Regions from separate parts of the Zea mays genome. Here region 1 is linked to region 2. A link is a contact called in public Hi-C data. All regions are on one chromosome and are shown on one strand. The core of a region is the stretch at or near the end of the contact, and the rest is flanking DNA. Distances in the headings are between cores, read along the strand shown. Region 1 overlaps LOC100283836. Region 2 has its middle 49 kb from the start of LOC542488.

Region 1 (6,408 bases), core at 3,002-5,501, 170 kb after region 2:
GTCGGAACAGACCCAGCACCAGGAGGATGGATCCGGCACTAGGGTGGTGGGATCTGGCGATCACGGCCAGGGTCCCACGGTAGCGATGAGGCTGGTGGCCGGATCTAGCAGCACGGTGCCACGATGCGCGACGATGAGGAAACCCAGACAGAGGAGCAGAAGCGACCAGAGGCCGGCGTCAGGTGGATCTAGCTAGAGGGAGGCGGTTAGCCCGACGCGCGCCAGGACTGGTCGGCGAGAGGCGTGGCGGTCGGGACAGGCAGGGCTAGAGCTAAGATTTCGGTGGCTCGGGGCGAACATAAAAATTAGGCCTCATATATAGGTTAATATTTTTTAGTGTACATATATATAATGTTATATTATATTGATAACAATTAATGTGATATAAAAATATTATATCAAATAAATTTTACAATACCTCAAAAGTTTCTTCTAACATTTCTTGAGACAAAATCATCAATGATTGTGTTAATATTAATCTTATCTAATATTTTTTCTCAATATGCAAGATGGCCAAATGATTCAATCGTTCTTGAGAGATTTTATAGACCTCATACAATTCTTCAATTATTTGAATATAAAAAAACTCATTTTTATTCGATGCCACCATGACAGGTATAGTAAATAATATTTTATAAGCTAGAGAAACATTATGATAGTAATCCATCTTATTGACATACTTAAATATCTTCGTAGAAGACATAGGTGGTTCTAGCAAACTTAACTTCAAAACTCTCAACTTAGAGATTAGATTATTTAACTCAACATTAAGTATCTTGTTAGCTATATAATTAATTGTAAGCTATGGGGCCTATAGGATTTGGGGGCTTGGCCCTAGGGGCAGCGGTGACTAGATAGAGACACGACCGGCGTCCGAAGGATCCAACCGGCGGGAGGCAAAGAAGATGGCAGCACCGGCGTCGAGGAAGAGGGGGGCGAGGGGACAGAGAGGGGTGGGCCGCCGCTGGCGGTGGTGTCTGACAACCCTAGGGTTTGGGGGGTGCTGGCGCAAACTCAGGAAGAATACTGACAAGGTGAGTGTCTAAAAAATTTATAGTGTAAAATTTAGAGACTATTACCATCCCTAATTATGAGTGATTTTAGTGAGATTATATCTCCTTTTTTTCTCTCTCGCTCCGTCCTGTCAATATGCTACGTAGTACCTTGAGCAGCGCAGAGATTTATAGATTCTATCTATATACATACATTAGGCAGTAGCACAGACTCCTTTGCCACGTCAGCGCGTCGCGCTGGCTATGCCCCTGCTACTGCTAGCCTGCCACTCGGTCCGGCGGCCCGGCCCACACGCGCGCGAGCGGCTCTTCGGCACGGCACGAGTGGACGCATGGATGATAGCGACGGATCCAGCAGCAGCACGAGCCGACGAGGCGACGACGACGACGACCCTGCCTGCGGCTGCCACAGGCACAGCTGCACGGCGCGGTGGCTACGACGATCCATGCATGGCATGAGGGACCAGCAGCATGGTGGTGTGTCCAGGCCTCCGGGGAGAGCACAGTCCGTGTTTCTGGCCACGACGTGCATGCATGGGCCAGAGGCCCAGAGATCTCTGCTCGGCCACCCGGCTGCTCTGCTGCAGGCCCTGCTCTGATAGTCTGATGGGAATCATGGGATACGCGACGCCACGGGGAGCCGAGCTGGAGAGAAGGGTACATACCCATCCCGACCGAAATAACTGACCGTACGTCCTACATTTTCTAAAAGCTCCTTATTCGGCTTTACTTTAATCCATATTGATTTCTACTGCTTCTATAGTTTAAATTACAGTTGCATTAGTCTAAACTGCTAGCATCGGCACACATGAGGACGGACACGGACCTGATCGACAGGCCGCTGCTGCGCGAGCTAGCAGGAGTATCTTGCCGCCTGCTCAACAGCAACAGAAGCCTTGGCGCGCCGTTGCTGTCCGTCAGTACTCAGCATTGTTGACAGCAGGAAGGAAGGGGCGGACGGACGGACGGGTAACGTCGCTGTCCGTCAGTCCTCACTCACTAGTCCAGTCCTGCAGTGCGACCCGCCCGGGACAGCGAGTGGGGCCCCGCCTCCCCGCGCGCGCCGGGCGGGGGCGGCGGGCCCGGCACCGGCACCGGCACTGGCACTGGCAGGGGGGCACCGCCGGCGTGCGTAGCGGGGCGGTTGTCTCTTCTGCTTCTGGCCTCACCACCACCACACCGTCCAGTCCAGTACTGCTAGCACCAGCTGGGGAAGAACAACTGAAACAAACAACTGTGTCACGTACGTACGAACGTACGTCGGGACGATTAGGACTAATACCGGCTGCCATCATGGCAGCCTGGCACACTACACACACAGGCATCGACGTCGTACCCACGCCATCATTCGTGTCCGTATTGCAGGAGGCCCGGGGCCTACACCGGATTTTTTTTTAAAAAAAATTATAGTATATTCGTTTCTAGTGATCTATTGAAAAAAAAATAGTCACTACATGGCACAAGAAGTTTTCTTATGACGTATAACCAAGCTCATCACAATCAACCATATGATCGCTCTAATGACCTATTATAAGATTCGAATGAACTAGGTTGTAGTGAGCTTCAACGCCACAATCACACAGCCATAGGATCGGCCCCTTTTGCCTTGGCTAAGCTCTGCCCAACGATACTTAGATCCGTAGACCCGCTCGGTGAAACAAAACTTCTAATATATGTGCTATAAACGATGATAGATTGTTAACTCTAGGAAGATAAATATAGGTTTAGGAGAAACAAAGGTACACTTACTAAGCATGTGCCTATAAGCGTAATTAATCTACCTAAACAAATCTGCTTGTACATCAAAACAAAAACTGATTCAACCCATATAACCAGGGTTACAGAATACACTTAACATAGACCAAAATAACGTTTATAAATTGAGTAGAAGGGAGGTATACCTCGCTATCAAAGGTCTATTGATCAAATACAAGCATCCAAGGTTGAATTAACTGATTGGAGAAGATTAAAAGAATTAGGCAGTGAAGGAGAGAGATGAGAAACATGCGAGGTCCGCCTGTGCCAGACAGTTGGCTAAATTCATCTAAATTGGAGTTCAGCACTATAGACTACTCCCTCCGTTTTATTTTAGTTGACGTTGGATAGTGCAAAATTGAACTATCCAGCGACAACTAAAAAGAAACAGAGGGAGTATATATTATTGTCGTCGAGGTCGAAATCAAGATCTATAGCGTTAATATCACAGCATAACCCCAGAACTACGGTCACGTCCGCGCCTATTTGTACCGACGTACCGTAATAACTCACCTTATGACATGTAGTGTTGATTTGCATAACCTCAAACCGTATGATTTAAACACGATAATAGCCCTAATACGAATATGAACATGGGTTTTTGAGAGGGTGGGGGGAGCTAAACACACACACACACACACAAATATCGGTGGACCTACCGGACGGACGGACGGTGTCGGCGTCGGCGTACATGGCGCGCATCATGCGATGCATGGGTCCAGTCGCCCAGCAGCGGTCGTCGCGTCCCGACCGCTCGCTCTCGGAACAACACGTCGTGCGAGGGGAGAAATTAATAAACCGGGCGGGGCGAGAGGCCGGGATGGATGAGCGAGCCACATGCATGGTCCCCGATGGGGTCTGTCCACCCCACCGCTCGCTCGTCGTCTTTCCTGTCCTCTCGGCCATACCAGGTAGGCAGGTACGTGCGTGAATGAAACGAATGATGAGCATTGAGTATGTAGACTCGGTCACTTGTGCACGTACGTACGCGTACGAGTAGTGTGCATGCATGTCGAAAGCAACCGTGGGCGACGTGTACGTCGCAGCGTACGCTTGATGAGGCCAATCATGGAGACAGGTACTACGTACGCTTTGCTATACGACGTACAGCTACGGGACGGGAGTGAGGCAGACACTGTAATATAAACAGTGAGTGGGCAGCGGAAGGGCCGGGGGTCCAACAAGCGATAGGAAACGAATTAAGGTGTGTGTGCACGTCACGCGGGGACCATCCGAACCCATATGCATGCATGGATGCTACTGCAGTACTGCTATCTAGCACTGGTCTGTCAGCCGGTCAATCACAACTTCACAAGGAGATAGATGAAGTGGAGGGAGCTGATCGAGCTGAGAGGTCGGGGTCACCCCCGGCCGGCAGCGTAGACTTGATGGACTCGTGGCCGTGGCACGTACCACTGGGGCCACACGCCACTACCGGCGCAAGCAGCCGCTGCAACGCATATGCCATGCCCCCGGCTATGTGACGATGCGCTCGGCGGGCATGTGGCTACCAGGTAAAGCAGGCGCATTGGCTGCTCTGCTCAGTGCCAGTCTGCGCCTCTGCGGGCGGGCGACCGACCGGGTTGGACGCGTCCCATCCACCGGCCGCCGTCCTCCAGTCAGTGCCCGCGCCACCAGCACCAGCGCGTACGGGGCCGGCAAAAGTCGCCGCCCCGCACCGCCGGGCAGGCCGGGCCCTGACCTGCTGCAGCGCAACTAGCCAACTAGGTGGTATCCAAGATCATCTGGCACCGGCACCAGTAGCTCTAATTCGAAAAGGGAGTAGTAGCACAGGACGGCTAAAAGCACCCGCAGCAGCATCAATCAAACTCGAAAGACGGAAACGCAACAGGTCCCAGTGAACGGGCCGTGGCCCAGCAAGCAAGCATCATGCTACACTGTACTGCAGGTTCCAATGTTCAGCACCATCAACACGATCACTGGTTCCTCAAACATCACTCGAGATCAAAAGCATGCATAGCACAGACGACAGTGGCAGTCTAGCAGTATGCGCTAATACTTAGCACAAACGGAACTTAGCAATACAACATCGACCCCCAAAGGGGGGTAAGTTTAGTGAGCTCGGTCTGACAAAGACATAGGACTGATGACCGCATGCGCATACCATTCATATTGTAGCATCCATCGGTCGATCAGTCACTGGCAACAGGAGAATCGTCGGCGGACCTGGAGCGGGATCCAGGAGGTGAGCCCGAGTACTCCTTGGGGGACCTGCGGTGCAGAGGAGATCCATCGCTGTCTGCTGGGGGCGACCTCCTATCAACATTAATACCATTGTTAGAGGCTTCAAGAGATCTTACTAGTTGCTGCATGGTTAGGCTAATACTCGGCACGTTTTTTTACATTGATTTACGCATTTCACAGTCCATGCAACAATAGTATTTATCTGTGTTTATAGTACTCCTGTCCCAAAATAAGTGCCCTTCTCGTTTCCCCAAGAGTCAGCCGCTTTTAACTTTGATCAAATATGTACAAGGAAATATTAACAATTATGTTAAATAGACCACTAAATCTATTTTTACAGTAAACGTATTTGGAGATATGCATGTTGTTAAATTTTTTTTTTTACAAATCTAGTCAAACTTACGAAATTTTGACCAGCACGAATATCGAATACCATAGACACTTATCTTAGGACGGACGCAGTATACATAAAGTCCTCCAACCCACTTGTGTCTTATGATGGTTCATCAAAATAAAAATTTCCTTGCTACAAGAGCATTCAAGGGGACTACAATACATAGCTGTGCTTCGAACATGTAAAAGTGAATTTGGAGTCTGCAGCAACACCTGGTGGGAGGATGAATGAAATCACTACTGGTATTTCCTAACCCAGTAGTATCAAATGATATTTTGAACAGGTAGCAAGTTTCAGTGACCTAGTTGCCAGATTAGACTAAGATGCAACCAATAATAAGGTAGGTGGGAGCAAAGGTACAGTACATATTAATAAATAAAAGAAACTCTCGATTTATATATATGGACAGACGAAGCCAGATTTATGAGCAGCAATGAATAACTTACTTCTCATAAACATTGTCAGCATCATCTCTACTGGCAGGAGAGTAGGACCTCCGCTTCTTATCTTCATCATGCTCCTTTGGCAGGCGCCTGGGAGGAGATGAGCGATGGGCTTCCTGTCTCCTTGGAGAGGCAGAGTAGTCATTCCCCCGCCTTGGAGCAGGAGAGTATGATCTGCTTGAAAAAAGTAACAGAATGAAAAAACAAAAGGTGAAAGGTTCCGCAGATCTCAAGAACTTTTACAAGCCTTATGTCAGCCAAGCATACCTCGACCGAGGACGGCCCCGATAGCGAGGAGAGCGAGAACGAGACCGACCTACATGGAAGATGAGAAGCTATCAGTACTTTTGGTACCTCGGCAAGAGGAAATTTCATGCTTCAACTTTTCACAAGAAAATTTTCATATTGGATACATAATCCTGAGATGCTATTCGTGATTTTCGAAGGCACTTGTGCATGAAGCATTTTTTTATTTTTTAAAGAAAGAGGGCTTTAACATACACACATCATCTATGAAAAGCGGAAACAGATCTAGAATTTTATTGGTTGGTGCAGACATATCAGTCCCATGTATTACAGCGATATTTGATAAAGGCAC
Region 2 (6,464 bases), core at 1,389-3,888:
ATGCATAGGACACCTTTCGGCGATTCACGTGCTGTCACTACCTTCAAAGTGCTTAGTCTTTGATGTGGTGTCTACGACGTGCTGTAAGAAGCTCGTCGTGGACATGCACTACGAGGCACGCATCCAGGCCATCGTCACTTACCACGGCTCCGTCCTTGGGGAGAAGGTGAACAAGAAGGACGCCCAAACCATGTCGTTGACTCCGGACCAGTACTTGCAGGTAAATACAAAACTTTATTATTGGTACTAAATATGCTTATTTTTTTCTTCTGATATGCTGTGTACTTATATTTTTTAGATGATTCCTCATTGGTGCGCCGCGCATCCTGAGTGCTGGGAGCAGATGGTGCAGAGGTGGTGCTCGGCTGAGTGGGATGAGGCGCACAACGCTAGCCGGGAACGGCGTTTGCTGATGCAAGGTCCCTCCCACCATCAAGGCAGCCGCAGCCTGGGCAAATACGCGGAAGCATGGGTACACGCTCTTTTTTATTTAGGTATATAACTTTCGATTAGACATGATTTCTAACCATCTCGTTGGTTTTCTCGCAGTCGGCGGCACATGGTGGCGCACCTTGCTCCACGTTCTCGGCATATGCCATGGCCCACAAGGGGAAGGCGACGTCCGATGTCACCTACAACCCAGATGACGGGCCCGAGGCATACACCAACCCCGCCATCCACAGCCGACTCAGTGAGTACACCGCCATGGCCAAGGAGGTCCACGGGCCAGATTACGATCCGAGGACCGAGGACATCGACGGAGATGTCCTCATGAGGGTCGGAGGAGGCAAGAGGCATGGGCGATACTGGATTGCCGACGGGGCAATCGACTCGTCCTCTACTCCCACTCTCTCTCAGGTGCGAGCAAGGAGCACGAGCGCGAGCCCAGCCATACGACCTCAGTAGGACACCTCACAACATCGTATCCAGCAACTCCAGGTTATTCCTTATCTATTCATCGTTCATTGATTTTTATATATCTTCTCTTTGCATTATCATAACATTAGGGCGAAATATTACAGACTCAGCTAGATGATGAGAGGAGGCAACGTGAGGAGCTGGAGAAGAGGATGGTGGAGATGTTCGCGTACATGCAGAGCCTTGGCGCCGCACAGGGTCATGCTCCACCACTCCGTTGTTCCCTGCAGCTGACCCTACAGAGTTCACTACTCCTGTGAGTATCAAAATTTTAGTACTGCATGATATATATTCATATGTTCTCACACATACAATCTCTTCTCTGTGCAGGGTCAATCGGCGGCGTCGAACAACCCTCATGTTTCGTCCAGCCCTTCGCCGAACCAGTCCAGATGCCCACCTCGTTGATGATTTGTTTTGTGATGATCCAGACTTACCTTTATGAGTGTTGGTGATGTTAGTTACACTTTATCTTGTGAGATACTTGGTGATGTTAGTGATGATGCAGACTTATATCTGTTTTGTGATGATCCTGACTTTAGTGAGACTTGTGATCTGTTTTGTGAGACTTTAGTGAGACTTTGTGATATATATGGTGTTGATGATAAATATGTTCATTCTGTGATGTGCTTGATATATAATGTGATGTGAATGATATATATCTTTTGTTTGTTTGGATGGAACAACAAAAGCAAATAAAAAAGGGACATCCTGGTCACTTTGCCGAGTGTAACACTCGGCAAAGGGTCGCTTTGCCGAGTTCTATGACCATGGCACTCGACAAAGAAGGAAACCTGGGAACCGGTAAAGCCATCTTTGCCGAGTGCTGACAATGGCACTCGGCAAAGAAGGAAACCTGGGAACCGGCAAAGACATCTTTGCCGAGTGCTTTTGCCAAGGCACTCGGCAAAGATACTGGCAAAGGGGCCCACTGGAGGGTTCTTTGCCGAGTGCCTGTCCACCAGACACTCGGCAAAGAAGCCTCCTTTGCCGAGTGTCGCAGGAGGCACTCGGCAAAGGATCCGTCACCGTCACTTGGCGCCGTGACGGTGACTTTTCTTTGCCGAGTGCCCGACAAAAAGTACTCGGCAAAGATGTTGTTGCCGATGTACAGTTCGCCGAGCGTTCTTTGCCGAGTGTAACACTCGGCAAAGCATTTACCGAGTGTAAAATAGCCTTTGCCTTGTGTTTGAGACACACGGCAAAGGAGCTGATTCCGGTAGTGCCGTGTCTAGACGTGCGATTTCAACAGCAACAATAAAAGCTGCCACTAGTGTTCGACTAGCTCTCCTGCAGAATCTGCGCCAAACATGGACATAAGTAGCATTGACACTGAGAGGTTAACCAGACAGACCCCTGATCGAACTGCCGTGAGCGATCGAACGGCACTATAGTCCACGTAAGGTACTGTACTGCATTCAACTAGAGGGTGCACGGAACGAAGCTAGGTGGTTAGTACGTACGTACTTCCCGGTGACATAATGATGGAGCACCAGCATATAGCATATATAGCTGCTGTTCTGGTATATATGTACTCTAGTACATACACACGTACATATATATATATATATATGCATGATATACATACATGCATGCATGCATGCGTGCGTGCATTTATATTCGTACGCACAAATCACGGGTGCATGACTGGTATGTACTCTGTTCGTGCGTAGTATATATGCGGGCACGCAGGCACGTACAGAGCAGCAGGCCACCCGGCCAGACCGCCAGGCACAACACAACACTCTACACCGCGGTGTGCAGCTACAGGACACGCGCGGTTGGTCCCGGCCGGCCGGCCGGTGTGCAAATGCATGCATGCATGCATGCACACGGTGACAAAACCATGATGTGATCCATTGACAGCACCGTTGCAATTGCAAGCAACGCAAACGCAGGGGGCAGGCCCCTCCCTCCTTCTCTTGCAGTAGCTGCAGCTCTGCTGCATTATTGAAGCCGGCCGGCCGGCCTGGGCAAGGAGGGGGACCTCGACGGCGAGAGGACGCATGCATGCATGTCGTCCTGATGGATCGATCTCACAGTCGGGTACACGTCGGCCCGGCCGGTATATGTATATATGTAGTAGATGAAGGTGCGTGTTCATCGTCAAGTACGCTTTGTTCGTTTATTAAACTTAAGGAAACGTACTTGCATTGGTTATCGGCCACCGGTTTAGCTATGGTGTATCGCGGTCACGGGCGCAATAATGCACGCACGTACGCACGCGCGCGCATATATGCATGGATGATGGATCGATGGATGGGACGGACTCGAACGTATGGTAGTTTTTAGAGGGTGTGGGTCTCGGTCGCGGTGTGTGGCGTTGGCGCATTATTGTGCATATGCATGCATGCAGGAAGGCGCCCAGGCCCAGCAGTAGGGGTCGTAGATGCTTCTAGTGGTCACCGGCGGCCGTCGGCCGGGCGACGGACGCGTCGTCGTCGTCGAGACAACATGCGTCCAGTGGCGCCCGCGCCCGTGCGTGAGTTGTCACGGCCGCGACTCGTGGGAGCGGCATGCATATGCGTGTGGTCGTTTTTTATTTTTGTACGGTACTGTCGCGACGACGACGTCGTTACCGTGCATGCGCCCCGTGAATCGTGAGGGTCAACCGGTTTGTACGTTTCCCAGCAGCTGCATATAGGGTAGGCCAGTAGATGGCGGGATTTTTTTGTACGTGTGTATAGTAGGAGCAGGGAGTATATATGTAGGACGACCGACGACGGTAGGAGTATATGCATGCATGCACAGCACACCCTGTCTACGTACGTACGTACGTACGTAACGCATGTGCGTGTCCAGTAAAACCGCATGCAGCACCACACTGCTTCTACTTGTCGTTACTGATGCGTGCGTACAGTACAGATACGCGTCGCTGGATTATATATTAATTATTGCGTTGTGCTGTGCCCACGGTCACGGGTCGTTGCGTGTGCGTGTTTCCCTCTCTACGCTCTCCCTTCTAAATCGTAAATCGTTCTATTTTCAAAATAAATAAATAAATAAATAAATTAGACTATGCATTTAGGTGTATTAAATTAAACGACTTATAGCTTAGGAAAAGAAAGATATGGTCCATTCACTCATGTGTTATGCGTACTAGACCAATTTGGTAACGAGGAATATGCTTCATTCATTCATATTTAATGCATAGGCCCTATGTACGTTCTATCGCATACGAAATTTAAGGCCAGAAAGCTCATTCTGGTACCTTGGGCCACCTAGATGTATTGCTTAACAGATAGACTTTTAGAATGCAGAAATTTTATAGGAATTATTGTTGGCCCTCATCCGGACGCCAATCACTGTGTTGAAAATCGATGGTGATGCTCTCCTCATAGGCGCGGACGATCCGCGGATAGGGGCCGGACTGTCCGACCTGGCGCAGGGCTCGTGTTCCCTGTCTGACAAGCCGGACGGTCGCGCGTGCGCAGGGGCGGCGGAGTTTGTCGGCAGCGCCTGGATCTCACTCCTGGGAGGGACCCCGTCGAGGAGGAGAGGTCCTAGGCTTTATCTATGGTCGGCAGGCCGACATAGACACCTCTAATCGACGTAGAGCCGAAGAGATGCGGGGAATTTGGGGATTGATAGGCTAAACTAGAACTAAACTAGAGCTACTCCTAAATCTATAAGATAAAATGCGAATTGTATTGATTGTAGGTTCGATTGTTCATCCCAATCGACCGTATTCCTCTATATTTATAGAGGAGGGGGTCTGGACCCATTACAAACCAATCTCCCGAGTTAATTCCACGAATTTAGCTAACAACCGTTGCAAGAAACTCGGAACTCTAACAGGCTCTGCGCGCGCGGACCGTCCGTCCTTCCTATTTTGGTGCTCAACATATGTTCCCCTGCCTTTTGGCGGAGCTGAGCGAACCAAAAGTAACTAACTCGATGCGATCACATCGGTTTTCTTAGGCATCTTGCCACATACTAGGATAATACTGCTTGAGGAAACATCCATTTAACGCCTTAGGAAAGTCTCTGCCTTGTAATGTTTGCAACAAGTAGGCATTATCAGACATCACCTGCATGACCTTGTAAGGTCCTTCCCAGCTTGGCGACCACTTCCCAAACTTCCGGTCTTTATTCCTTAGAGGCAAGATAGTCTTCCATACCAGGTCCCCTACCTGGAACGATTTAGCCTTGACCTTCATGTTGTAAGCTTTGACAACTATGGTCTTGTCCTTTTCTATTTCTCCTAAAGCTGTCAATCTCTTGTCGGTCACTTCACCAATATTGTCCATCATTGAATTATAATAATCACCAACACTTAGATCATTTTGCTTGGCGAACCTGACAACATTTAAGCTTATTTCCACAGGCAACACTGCTTCCTGTCCATAGACAAGCTCAAACGGAGATACTTTAGTAGCACTATGTTTAGATATCCTATGAGCCCATAAAGCTTCTGACAAAATTCTATGGCACTGTTTAGGATGATCAAATATTTTCTTCTTTACCAGGCTAATCAATGTTGTATTACTAGACTCGGCCTGCCCATTGGCCTGAGCATAATACATAAAAGAATTAAGTAATTTAATTCTATATAATTCAGCAAACTCACGTATCTCCTTTGACATGAAAGAAGCCCCCTGGTCTGTAGTTAAACTCTAGGGAATGCCAAATCTATGAATAATATGCTCAGTTATGAACTTGATTACCTCCCTGTGTGTCATGTTCTTCAAAGCAACGACTTCAGTCCATTTAGTGAAATAGTTAGTGGTAACTAACACAAATTGATTCCCCTTTGATGATGAAGGATGGATTTCTCCTATAAAGTCCAATTCCCATCCTCTGAAAGGCCAAGGTTTAATGATAGGATGTAATTTGGCTGCAGGGATCATCTGTAAGTCGCCAAATTTTTGACATACTTGGCATCCTTTGTAGTACTTGAAACAATCGGCATCATGTTAGGCCAATAGAAGCCAGATCTTCGCAATAACCACTTCATCTTCGGAGCCGATTGATGGGCACCACAATTCCTTCATGTACTTCGGCCATGGCTAATATAGCATCACTTGGGCCCAAGCACTTAAGCAGGATGTCATCAGCTGTTCGGCGGTAGAGTTCATCACTCATTAAAACATACTTGAAAGTCGTACGCTGAACGTTCCTATCCGTCCTAACACTGTGATTTCATTGGTAATCAACTATGGGTGTCCTCCAATCAGTTTCATCAGCTTTGTTATCAGCCAATCTTACAAGGAGGACTTCCCTGGCAACCTCGGACGGTCCGGAGCCCTCACCCGGACGGTTCGCGACATGGGGAATTGGCCTTGCACCGGTTATCAGATTTTTGGTGTTGTGAAATTTCCCTCGCTTTATCCATTAACCTGATGCATCTTGTGCTAAATTGTTAGCTCTGTAATTCTCAAACCTAGAGATGTGCCGAATGCTGAATTCGTCAAAAGAATGAATTATGCTACAACATTTTTCAAGATAACTATTTAGAGTGCCATCTAGACATTGATACTTTTCTAATACCTGTTGGACCACTAGCTGAGAATCACCAAGTGCCTTCATATGTTTCACTCCCATAT

Evidence for each region. A called contact is a pair of places that touch in the nucleus more often than the background predicts.
Region 1: a Hi-C map of leaf shows a contact between it and region 2, with 4 times the contacts expected there. The contact joins two enhancer-like sites. A contact is called at or near these places in 4 of 25 Hi-C or Micro-C datasets (ear, leaf, root tip and 1 more).

Annotation. Positions count from the first base shown.
Region 1 is chr1:158,893,425-158,899,832 of Zm-B73-REFERENCE-NAM-5.0, forward strand. It overlaps LOC100283836, which reads right to left. Exons shown (of 8, transcript NM_001156734.1): 6 at 6,078-6,126; 7 at 5,814-5,984; 8 at 4,641-5,045. The coding sequence ends at 4,922. Among protein-coding and RNA genes, the nearest start is that of LOC100283836, 7.9 kb to the right of the region's middle. Within about 2 kb of position 4,252, at least 19 of the 20 cell types and tissues checked have an H3K27ac peak or open chromatin away from gene starts, as enhancers often do. A contact at or near this core is called in ear, leaf and tassel, where this site is marked.
Region 2 is chr1:158,722,128-158,728,591 of Zm-B73-REFERENCE-NAM-5.0, forward strand. No RefSeq gene overlaps it. Among protein-coding and RNA genes, the nearest start is that of LOC542488, 49 kb to the left of the region's middle. Within about 2 kb of position 2,639, at least 16 of the 20 cell types and tissues checked have an H3K27ac peak or open chromatin away from gene starts, as enhancers often do. A contact at or near this core is called in ear, leaf and tassel, where this site is marked.